Linked DNA regions of Mustela erminea: region 2 is linked to region 1. The links are chromatin contacts, called in public Hi-C maps. All regions are on one chromosome and are shown on one strand. Each heading gives the region's core, a stretch centred on a gene start, on an enhancer-like site or on the middle of the called end of the contact. The rest is flanking DNA. Distances are from core to core; before and after follow the strand shown.

What was found. Hi-C and Micro-C count contacts between places; a contact is called where the count stands out from the background.
Region 2: a contact with region 1 is called in a Hi-C map of fibroblasts, with 5 times the contacts expected there. The contact joins the enhancer-like site here to the promoter of UBR5 in region 1. A contact is called at or near these places in 2 of 3 Hi-C or Micro-C datasets (fibroblasts and spleen).

Annotation. Positions count from the first base shown.
Region 1 is chr16:50,477,549-50,483,461 of mMusErm1.Pri, reverse strand. It overlaps UBR5 (E3 ubiquitin-protein ligase UBR5), which reads left to right and starts at 3,357. Exons shown (of 60, transcript XM_032316474.1): 1 at 3,357-3,516. The coding sequence starts at 3,455.
Region 2 is chr16:50,793,614-50,799,526 of mMusErm1.Pri, reverse strand. No RefSeq gene overlaps it. Among named protein-coding and RNA genes, the nearest start is that of AZIN1, 45 kb to the left of the region's middle. Within about 2 kb of position 2,781, the one cell type or tissue checked has open chromatin away from gene starts, as enhancers often do. A contact at or near this core is called in fibroblasts, where this site is marked.

The sequences.
Region 1 (5,913 bases), core at 2,108-4,607:
TTTCTTTTGCTTAAAGAGTACCCTTTAGGGGCACCTGGGTGGCTCGGTGGGTTAAGCCTCTGCCTTCAGCTCAGGTCATGACCTCAGGGTCCTGGGATCGAGCCCCACATCGGGCTCTCTGCTCAGCGGGGAGCCTGCTTCCCCTTCTCTCTCTCTCTGCCTGACTCTCTGCCTACTTGTGATCTCTCTGTCAAATAAATAAATAAAATCTTAAAAAAAAAAGTACCCTTTAAGATGGGTTGACTGTCAAAAATCTCTCACATTTCTTTTTCTTTCTTTCTCTTTCCTTTTTTTGGTAATGTCTTTTCTTTCATTCTTTCGCCTTAAGAGTATGCATTACCCACAAGTGGGGAGTGTGTAAAGTGTCAGGGAACTAACCCAAGAACAGTCCTCAACCACTGAGGGATGGAGTTGATGGATAAATACTTCTAGCTCCCTCCCCTCTCACTGAGATAACTCTGAGGTATGTCCCCCCACAGTCTCTCAGATGGTCCCCATTGGATTGCATTCCAGTTATCCATAGTGTTAAAACATCCATCAGCCCATATTTCATCAAGCTTTTTCCCATTCCTGTCTCATTTCTCCATTCATTTGTTTTCAAAGGGAGAATTAGTCCAAATTTTTAGAAAAGAACCCTCTCCCCCAGTGTTGTTTTCTAGGCTTGTAATATACTTTTGATACTTCAGAAAGGTTCTCCTTAAACCCTGCTGATCTCCATTCTCTATCTGTATTCCTTCCTCCCCTGTCTATGTGATGGGCTTGCAAATCTCCATGCCTTTATTTCTTATTTTTCTCTGCGCAAAGTGTGACCCACCACAGTGTTGGGGATCTAGAAGAGGAAAATTCTCCCTAACAAGCCAGCCTAGGACAAGAAGAAAACATTGCAATTCCAAAATGGTCATCAAAGATCAAATGTGCAGTTTGAATGGGCTGCCTAGAGTGAGAAGACTGGCCTTCAACCAGGACAGAAAGTCTCAGAACTTGGAAAGTAGGAGTGGATAAATCAAGCAAACAGGGTGCAATCACAATGAAAAGGAAGAAAAACAAATTTGGAAGAAAGAAGTAATAGATGGGTATGGTATGGAGTTTGTTCAGAGACAGATATAAATAAGTTTAAGCTAGATATTCTGTTTTCCATGAACATTCTTTAAAGTTCAGCTTAAATGACTTTTCTTAACTGTCTTGGCTTGAATCACTTCCTTTGTTAACTTCTATAGCACTCTTATTGCATTTGTCATATCACATTTTTCCTATGGCTTTGAATAATCTGCCCCTTTTAATTATTAACTAGATGGCAGCTGTGGTGAAGTGGAAAGAGCAACGTAATCAGAGTTAGATGACCTGGGTTTCAGTCTCATCTTCAACACTTACCTAAAGTGCTTGAGCCTCAGTGTTGTCATCTATATAATGGGGATAATATTAATTACCCATAGCATGATTTGAGTATCAGAACACGTAAGTGTATCAAGTGGCACATACTGAGCACCGTTGACACATGAAAGCGTGCATTTGCTGAGTCTACCTAGTGTTATGAACTGCTCCAGGTGCTTGATAAATTTATCTTATTTAGACCTCACCATAACCCTCTGTAGATCTGTAACTATGGCATATTTTACAAAGGAGAAAAAAGACATTATGATAGGCCAAAAAATTTAATCAAGGTCACGTAGTTAAGTAGCAGAAGCAGGACAGAAATCCAGTTCTGTCTGGCTCTAAAACTAGCAGTGTCCATTGGTCTACCCTGCTTCCCTGTGGCTTTGGAGGACTAAAAACCAGCCTTGAAATCACTTTTTAGTCTAAACTAATCTGGGCCAATTTTGGAGCTGGTGACCTACAAAACTGTTCCATTATCTGTCTCAAGGGGGTAACTACTCTATCCTCATTTATAAATAAATGTTCATATATTTCGCTCAAAAGAACTTCCTAAGCAAAAGTGTGTGTGCGCGTATGTGATGCAGTAACAGGAGAAAAGCGATATTTAACATTAAGAATGTTTCCCAGGACCCCTGATTTAACGAATATCCACACAAACTGGAGAAGCAGCTTAGTTTTCACCCTTTGCCTTGAAAGGGGTACTTGATTTTTTGAAGGAGCCATGGAAGCCTTGAGAAGAAAGCTGGGAACTGGTTCCCTAGAAAAAAGGAGTTCTTAGAAAAAGGATCCATTCAAGAATTTGCCGTTTTGATCCAACTGATGATGAGTTGAAGAACGTCTTTGTAGGAGAGATATTATCATCTTTCATTTAGAAGTAGTTTAAAACCCCCATGAATCATTTAAATCAGGAAATTAGTGGAAATTTCCACATTTTGTCTTTGTACGGGTATGTGATGGTGTTGCTGGGGACTCTGGGGAGAGTAGGGTGATTAAAGAAGTTGCTGCAAAGTCAGCTCTCTCTGATCCTACGATAGGACCTTCTGGAAAGGTCCTTACATAACTACCTTACTTCTCCAATAAAAGGCTGTGTTTTCTTGCCCCTTCAGTGATTTTGCACTTCTACTTTAAATCTAACTGCGGGTGAAGGGCGAGAAACAACAACAAAAACCCCCTAAAGATCCGCAGAATAATTAGGGCTGCCCCAGGGAAATCAGAGCGAGAAGCGCAGGAGCCCCTCTTCCTTCCACCTCTCCGGGGACACACACTTAGCCTCCCTCCCAGACTTCTTCCCCGCCCCAGTGAGCTCCCCTCCGCCTCCTCCTTCCCTAACACGTGCTCTCCGGAACACTCACTCGGGAGCTATCCCACCTCCCGGGGGGCTGGGCTCGGGGCCGAACGGACCAATCCGCACGCGCCTTACAGCGCCGTGGCCCGACAACGTTGAGCCGCCCAATCGAAAGGGCCTTACCGCCCGTTTCCCGGAGCCCCGCCCCCTTCGCAGCCGTGCCCCCGCCCGCCGGTCTCCTCCCTCCTTCTCCTCCTCCCGTTCGCCCCTCCCCCGCCGCTCGGGAGCGGAGCCTGCGAGACGGAGAAACTGGGGCAGAAGTGAAGATGGCGGCGGCGGTGCTGGCGGCGGCGGCGGCTTCTCGCCAGTGACGCGCGGTGCGGGCTAATCTCCCTCCCCACCTCCCTAGTCCGGACCCCGTCCGCCGCCGGGACCACACCGTCCCCGCAGCCCGCCCCTCTCCTCCCTCCCCAGTCGCCCCCTCTCCCGACGCCTGGCCGCCGCTGGCGGCGGCGCGCCCCGGGTCCCGGCCGCCGGCCTCGCACTCCTGCGCGCTGTCGCGGGGGGAGCGGGTGGCGTGTTGATCCGCCCCTGCCGGCCCCGCCGGACCGCCGGGCCGCGGACACACGCCCGGCAGGGAGGCGGCGGCGGCCCCTGCGCATTTGCTTCCCTCCATTTGGGGACTGGGAGGCGGCGGCGGCGGCAGTGGGTTTTGGGGAGGGGAAGGGTGTTCGGGGGGGGGTGGGCGAGAGCGGGAGGGGGCAGTCCTCGGGAGGAGGACGAGAAGGAAGCACCATGACGTCCATCCATTTCGTGGTTCACCCGCTGCCGGGCACCGAGGACCAGCTCAATGACAGGTAATAGGGCCGGCGGGCGGGCGGGCGGGGGGAAGGGCGCCTCCCCGCCCTCCCCTCCCCCACGGGGCCGCGCCGGGGCGGGCGCCCGTGTTTACGCGCCGGCCGGCCGGGTGGGGGGGGTCCTCACTGCCCCCGGCTAGGCCCCTTCCGGGGCAAACTTCTGGTCCCGGGGGTCCGGGGCCGCGGGGGGAGCGCGTTGTAGACGGTGCCCGCGATGTAGACGGGGAAGCGCGCTGCAACCTCCTCCTTCCCCCTGCACCCCCCACTCCAGTCTCCCTCCGAGGAGCCGCGCTGAACTCGGTGGAGATGGGGGGGAGATTCGGCTCCGGAGGGGGGGCGGGCTGTAATTACCGCCCGGCCCAGGCCCGAGGAATCCATATTAGTCAAAGTTGAATTGAGACAGACAATGCGGATGGGGGATGGTGGAGGTAAAAAGAGAGGGAAGAGGAGAAGCGGGGCGAGAGGCCCCGGGGTAGACCGGGCTCGCCCGGGCCCCCGGGAGCTGTGTCCGGTGGGGTGGTCTGGACCTGCCAAGCCTGGAGATCCCGGGGGATGGGGAGGCTGATTCCCGGCAGATCGCGTGGGGTGGGGGGAGGAAGCGCCATGATTATTGTTATTATTATTAAATTTGAGCTCCTGCAGTGAGGTTTGTCTGCCCGGGGAGTGGATGAATTCAGGCGGGGGTGGGGAAGTGGATTGGATTCCCTTTGCTCTCCTTCTTCCGAAACGGGGCTAGTGTGCTCCCTCTCCCAGCCCCTATGGTGCGAGCTTTTTTTGTTTCCTTTTTTATTCTAATGATAGTGTTTTCCTGAGTTGTAATTTGACAGCTGAAAACCGTGCGTAGAGTCAAAGGAAAACTCTTAGGTTTGCAGTTCGCAATGCTGCTTTCTTAACAAGCTGTAAATTTCTGGGATGGGTTTGCAGTGGGCGGAGGAGGAATTATGGTGTTGTGTTTTTTGTTTTTGTTTTTGTCGTCTTTAATAAGAAGGCTATTTTAGCTGTGGATTCCTCCCTTTGCCTCCACCGTTCCCTGCCAGTTTAGGGTATTGAATTGCAGGGCCGCATGCTCTCAGGGAACTAAGATAAAGCAGGAAAAGTTCCTTCACTGTTGCAAAACAGGGACTCGGAGAAGGTTGAGGGAGGCCTCCATTAAAGTAAGTCTTAGAATTTAGGACTCTGATCTAATGATGGTCTGAATATTTACGGGGCCAGAAAGTGGGGCATTTTAAGCCTCCTTCTCCCCCAGTGATATAGCTGCTTTCTATTTCTTTTGAGTATGAATGGCCATCTGGACCCAAGATAAGAAGTTAGATATGATTTTTACTAAGTGACCGGGTGACATAAGTTGCATGACGCCGTTTGTCATGCGCTTCCCGGAGGGAGGAAGAGGCCTAACTTGCTAAGATACTGGCCTGTGTCTCCCGAGTATCTAACCGCCTCAGGTGGGGCGAAAGCTGGCGGCTCAGGTTGTGGCACTGGGTTCTGATTTGTCCAATCTTTGCTGTAGCTATAGTGTATTTAACATGTTAGTGTTTGAACATTTTGCAATACTTTCTGAAAGTACTGAAATAAGTTTTGTCATATATTTTAACATTTTGTTATGTGATTTTTACTCTGATTTTTATTTCATTAGAGATGGAGATCTCTGAGACTTTGAAATAAGGTTATTTTTGTAAGTTTTAGAACCAGGCTCTTCTTGAGGATAGCTCTGCTGTCACTCATAGAACCGAGTTAGTAGTGCTTGTCCTGGAACGTGTCTTGTAACTTAGAAAACTGCACCAGGCAGGAGAGAGGTAGGCCACGTTTTCTGTATTAGTCCTATTTTATATATACCAAGAATTCTGACCAGCTTACTCAGTTGACTCTGTCTGCCAAAACCTATTTTGCCAGTTGTCTTGGGCACTCTGATTCATTTTTGAACATTCATTTTACTTCAGCTAGTCTGGGGAATTTACAAGTAATGGATCCTTTTTTAAGCTACCTTTTTTGTCATTCCTGATGTAAAGAAGTAATCAGTTTTGGTTTTGATTCCTGTAGTGTGAGTAGACAATATGAGGACTATTTAAAGCATCTTTGAGTTTTTATGAAACAGAAGTGGATTTGATTCATATTATAAAATGTGCACATCAGGGTGGCAGACATGTGAGAAGATAGAAAGCACTGAGGGTAAGATTTTGGGGACATAGAGTTGAGCGGGTAGAATGGTCTGTGGAGATCTGTGAGGACAGCATTTGAGACACCCATGCACCCTGTTCTGATGTAACTGACTCCCGGTGGAGCTGTTCTGTGTCTGCTCTTCAGAGGGAAAGATCCTCTTTGCAGACCTCCTTGCAGAGTTACCAGATCAAGCTTTTGCTGCAAAAATCTGTTTACAAAACAGACTGGCTTTCTAGAGCC
Region 2 (5,913 bases), core at 1,532-4,031, 320 kb before region 1:
ACTGGGGAGACGTGACCGGCGAGACGCGGGCCGCGCCGGGAACAGGCGTGGGGGCGGGAGGGGGAGGCCGGGTTTCTGCGCACCTGGCGGCCGCTCCGGGTGGGGAGGGCAGCGGCCGCCCCCTTCCCCGGCGGCGGCTTCCCAGAGGAGGGGGAAGGGAAGTGGGCTCCTCCCAGGCGCTCGGGGGCCCGGCGCTGGGCTCGGGCGTGTGTGCGCGCGCACCGAGACGGTGCCTCCTGTGTGCCCCGCCGCGGCGCGGGCCGCCCTGCAGCCGGGGGAGGGGTGGCCTGGGAGTGCGGCCGGGTTACCGCTCCCATCCGCACTGGGTGGTCAGGCCTGCCTCTGCGACGCGGCGGGGGAGAAAACTTAGGGAGTCCGATCCGGACACAGTAGTTTCCCAGTGAGTGAGACTTCTGTCCAGCCTCAAGTTCCTAATCTGTAAAACGTAGCTTTCACACCGGGCATTTGGTGACACTCCAAGGAGAGGTGCTGGGAGAATCCCAAGGGAGAATTGTCCATGCCTAAAGCCAAGAAAGGGCCATCTCGGGGCGCCTCTCCCTCTGCTGTATTTCTCGAGACCTTGGGCAGTCTCTAGCTTGCCCTGATTTTGTCCAGGAAAGCCCTTGCAATAAACACTGGTTACCTTTGTAGAGTTTCCTCTAACATGATGGGGATTCAATGAAAGAAGAATGCACAGCATTTCAAGGACACTTTCCCCTTGGGTTTAATGTCCAAACTCCAGGATTAAGTATGGCTTCTCTAAGGTTGCAAGGCTTAAGATAAAAAACAAAATCCTAGGATATTAGAGTCAAAAGGCAGGGAGGCATTGCTCACTGCTTTTAACTGTTGGTCTTTCCAATTCCAACCCCCGCCCTGCCTCGATGTGACCGCTTCACCAAGTTACTGAATGTCTCTAAGCCTCAGTTTTCTCATCTGTCAAATGGGAACAACGCTGCTGGTGGTGACAGGGTCAGGTGCCCAGGACGCATCTCCACCTTTCACAGACTCTCATGAGTCCTATAGGCAACACTGTTATTTGTCAGGAAATTCTTCCTATAGTTCTGAATCCTCCCTGGGCTCAAGGCCATATTTCTTCTTCCTAGTCAGTCCAGGAAGGTTGGCTTGTTAATCCACGTCATTTCCCTTGCAGCAGGGAAGCCACTGCCAAGTTCTTCAGCCTGACCTTCCTAAGGCAGGGCCTCAGATATGGCTTCAAGGTCCTCCCCCAAAGCCCTGGATTAGGTGGTGGTGGACAGACAGGGAAGGAGTTGTAAGGCAAAGATTTGGAGATTTCTCCTAAATTTGTGAAAGTCACTAGCAAAACACCTCCATTTTGCAGGTAAAAGAGGACCTGGAGGCCAGGTCCCCAATCTGTCCTAGCACAGCCCTTCTCCACTTCTGAGGGCCAGGGATGCAGGAGCTGGTGCCGTCTCTACCGAAGCCCCCTGCCAGGCACGTGCAGTCCGTGGAAAATGCCTATAATTCCCACCGACTCCTGTTCTCCTGCCGGTGGGGCTTATGGTGTCTATCACTGGCTTGAAAGGCCAGTTGGCTCTTGGGAAGCAAACAGAAGCCTCACCCTCCCTTCCTGTTGGAAACTTTGGCCTCTGCTACAGAGTGGATGCCTGGGAAACACATTTCAGCTCCAGCCTCAGGGAGTCCAACTGCTCCTGGAGATCTGCCAAGGCCGTGCTCAGGGTTTGCTGGAGTTAGAGAGTCTGAAGGCCAGGAGGCCCCACTATGAGTGTGGGCCTGACCTGGATGCACTCAGCGGTGACATCTGCATCAGGGCTTCTCATGCCTGGCAGCCCAGTGAAAGAATGCTGATGCCTGGGCTCCACCCCAGGCCGAAGAAGTCAGATTTAAGGGAGGGGGCCCACGCACCAAAATTTGTGTTTTGTAAAGCACCCCCAGGTAATTCTGCCCTGCTGCTGGGGTTGAGAAACCCTGAGGGAGACCTAAATAGATAATGAACAAAGGACAGAGGAGGAAAGTACTTGAAATCTGAACAAAAGAGGATTTGCATTAGACACCGACTAATAAAAGCCATCCAAGGCAGGGAGGCTCCAGCAGCTGTGACAGCAGGACTGCGGAATTCTTGGAAGGAATCCATCTGTCTGGGAACTGGCTTGACGCAGTGCCCTGGGGCAGAGGGCGGAACCCTGTGGCTCCAGGTCCCTCTGGGCCACTGTGCCTGTTTCTGAGATCCACATCTGTCTGCTAGGCCAAGCTGCTGCTGCTCTTGGGAGCCTCAGCTTTTCCCGTCCAACTAGATTGCTTGCCATTCCCAGAACTCACCTCGCTCTTCCCGCCTCTAGGTTTTGGTTCCAGGCATTTGTTTCTGTCTGGAATGTCCTTTCTGCATCTGTTCAAATCATTCCTCTTAAAGGTCCCTACCTTAAAGATGCCTAATGCCAGCTCCCCCAGGACCTCTGTATGTGCTTGTTACCCTTGTCCTCCTTCTGCACAAGGTGTGCCCCGTGTTTGCTTCCCTGGCCGGCTTGTATCTGCAGCGTGAGGACCAACAGACTCTTCTGGGCCTCCTCTTCCCCCACCTGTCACTGGGGATGGGAAGCACCTGGGGTAGAAGAGTCTCACATATTTCTTGAATGCTAAAGAATTCGTCCCTGTTCCAGGACAGGGTGGACAGTCACGCAGAGAAATTCTCTCTGCTCATGCGCCTTCCTGAAGCTCTCTGGTCCCTCTGTTGCATCTCTGAGAGCACAGGGCCTTGTGGTTAGCCAGCAGTGACAGGAAAGCGCCGGGGCCAGGCCTTGACCCAGCACGTGGGAGCTACAGCACCAGGGCAGAGGCCGCTGGGGGCGGGGGCGGGGCGGGTACCAAGAGTGAAACCGGGACTGCGGGCGTCCTGGCCCTGGAAGCTGGTACGGTCTCTTCCCAGACACACCGCAAGTCTTAAAGGGAGGGGGAAGAGCCCCACGACCTCGGGCGCCCCCGAGGCCAGCGCTGGCGTCTGGGACCCGTGCTCTCCCGATAGCTGGGCGCGGGGGCGTGTGCGACACGGCCGGGGTTGGGGGAGCCTCCCGCGGCCCTCACCCCCACCTCACCCCGGCGGCGGCCCGCGAGGCACAGCACGACTGTGAAAGGGGGGCGGGTAGGGCCCTGACGCGGCGCGCCGGCTGCTGGGGGGCGGGGACTGGTTCCCTCCCCCGTCGCCTGTCGTCGGCCCCGCGCTTCAGGCGACCCCGGCAGCTGCCAGCCGGCCCCAGCGCCCCCTCCGCGGCCGCCTTCTTGGGGTTTTCCGGCTGCGCGCGCCTCAGACGACCTCGGCCGCCGCCCGCCAAGGGCCTCTCCCCTCCCCCACCCCCCAGCCTCCCGGGCGGAGCGGCAGGACTTTGTGATGAGTCAGCGGGAGCCCGGGAGCCTCTGGCCGCCCCGGGCATCTGCTCCGGTGACGCACCGTGACTCACGGGCGCCCGGGCCGCCGCAGCCGCCGCCGCCGAGCGCGCCGCACAGCCCCCCGCCGCGGCCGGGCGCCCCCGGGCCGGCTGCCCCGCGCCTCCCCTCCCCTCCCCGCCCCGCGCTCCCGCCCGCTCTCCCCTGGCCCGGCTCCAAGCTGACATCAGACGCTGGCCGCCCGGCCACCCTCTGAGTCAACAGTTTCCGAAGCGGAGCCCGCTGCCAGGGGCGGAGAAAGCGCTGCCTCCGGGGGAGGCGGTGGCGGGGGGGTGGGGGGGAGCGGCCCCGGTCTGGCAGCCGCGGGAGGGCGGAGGTGGGTGGGGACGGGCGCAGCTCTTTACAAGAAGTCACGGTGGGGTGGGGGGTAGGGGCGAAAGAGGGTGAAAACCACCCTGCGGTGCTGCGGGGGCGGGGAGGAAGCCTGCCGCCCCAGAGCCACGTGCTGAAGCCGGCGCGGGGTGGGTGGCGGCCGGCCCCGAGCCGCTCCCGGAAGAGGGGCTTGCTGAGAAAGGCCGCCGGGCAACTTGCGGGGGTGGGGGGGACCCCCGGGTGGACATCCTCGGCCCCGGGGCACGGTGTATCTTAAGTAGAAGGGCCAGTTCCCTTCGATGGGGGCAGCTCTGGCCCAGCGAAGAAATGCACTGCCTTAACCTAATTTCCTTCCCTGACCGCGGTGGGATGGAGTGGAGGCTGCAGACCACCGCCCCTCCCCCACCCCGCACCCTTCCAAGGGGATGTAGGTCCTAGAGTTTCCAGAACCTCAGTAAGTAGAGGGTGGGTGGCGGCTGAGTGAAGCCCATGGTGGTAGGAAGATGGAAGGACGCTGCATAAAAAGAGGAAAGAAGTAGTTTAAGAGCAGGTGATTTCTTACGACCTGAGAATTTAGGCCGAAGCCTCCTGAAGGCAGAAGGTGGGCTTTTTGCAGGCAGTAATGAGACACGTGAAGGAGTCTGGGCCCTGTTCAGTAACCACTTGGAGAAGCTGCATCCTGTGGTTCTAGGAAGCTCAAGGAGGGCAAAAGCAGCCTTTAAAAAGCACCCACCTGCCGTGGCCTAAGAGGCACCCGGAAGTTGCTTTGGCCCTGATAGGCTTCCCCGCCCTGTGGCTGACAGGAGGGAAGGCAGAGGAGCCAGGACAGCAGGGCAGCAGACAGTTTCTTCCACTCCTACCCCATCCCACCTCACCCCGCCATCCTGGGCCTTGTGTGGTGGTCGTTCCCAGAAGCTGGTGGGCGGCATCAGTGGCAGTTATTCTGGGAGCTAAGGCCAGGTGCCGGAGGGGGGCTGCGGCCCGCCAGGATGAGCAAGACACAACTGTCCTTGGTGGGCCTCCAGCTGGATTTCATTCTAGGGCTCTTTCCGGGATTTAACTCGCTGTTCTTTCCAAAGCCACCGCTCAACAAGTGATGCCAGCCGGGGGAGGGGGGTGTCCGTGTCTCATCTTGCAGGCAGAAGTAGCACAACAGCTGGGTGAACAAAACCCACCCGGATCTGTCCAGAGCTATTTGTCAGTACAGCCTCGACAGGGACCATGTGAGCTGCTTCTCGCCCCATATGACCCTCATTCCAGCTCACGTAGAGCGGGAGCTCCTGGCCCCCTTCTCCTTGGGCAGCCTTTTCCCGAGTGTGCGGGTGGGCGGCTCATCTCTGCCAATCCAGTCCAACTCAAAATAGCACTGAACCAGACTTCTGGGAAGCTCTGTGCTACAGGCCTCTGCAGAAAAGAGTTAAAAATGATCCTTTTGGGAAATCAAGGGGTGTAATTTGCTGAGATGGGTCAGGATGCAGAGGCCTGTGACATCGGAGGGCAGAAAGAGTGACCAGGGTTTGGGTATGGAAAGTGTTGGTGACATCGGAGGGCAGAAAGAGTGATCAGGGTTTGGGTATGGAAAGTATTGGTGATGGAAGGTCCGGGGCCCTGTGTGGTTGCCCTTTGGGTAAGCTGGGGGCTGGACCAGTGGAGATTATCTTGGGAGCCAAGGCCAGGTGCAGGAGGAGGGCTGGTACCGGATATTTAAGCCACAAACGCTGCCACCCCCAACTTCCACATTTTTTGTTTTTTTTCCAGGCTGAGAACTGCCTTGGTAAGGGTTACCTTCTCTAGCATTTCACATTTTGATTTCTCATATTTCTGGTTTGGGCCCAGTTCAGTTGCCATCTTCTTTGGGAAGCTCCTTTCTCCTGCTCCACTGTCTGAGTGCACCCAGCCCATGCATTCAAGTAACTCTTACTTCGCTTTGTATGGCCTCAGAGGTTTTGCTGAATTCAACTTCCCTCTCCACCCAGAGGCCCCCTGGGAGGCCCAGAGTTTCATCTTTGCAGCTCCCCCCTTGGTAGAGCTCCTGAGGAAATGAATTAGCTGTCAACTCTGCCCCGCTCTGCCCCATGCGTGGCCTCATAGGCTTCCTTTGTGTCTGACTGGGCTTCCTGCTTGCTGTCTCTACTTCCATGAGAGCCTTATCTCGGGTATTGGCCCAGCCTGCTCCTTGCTTGA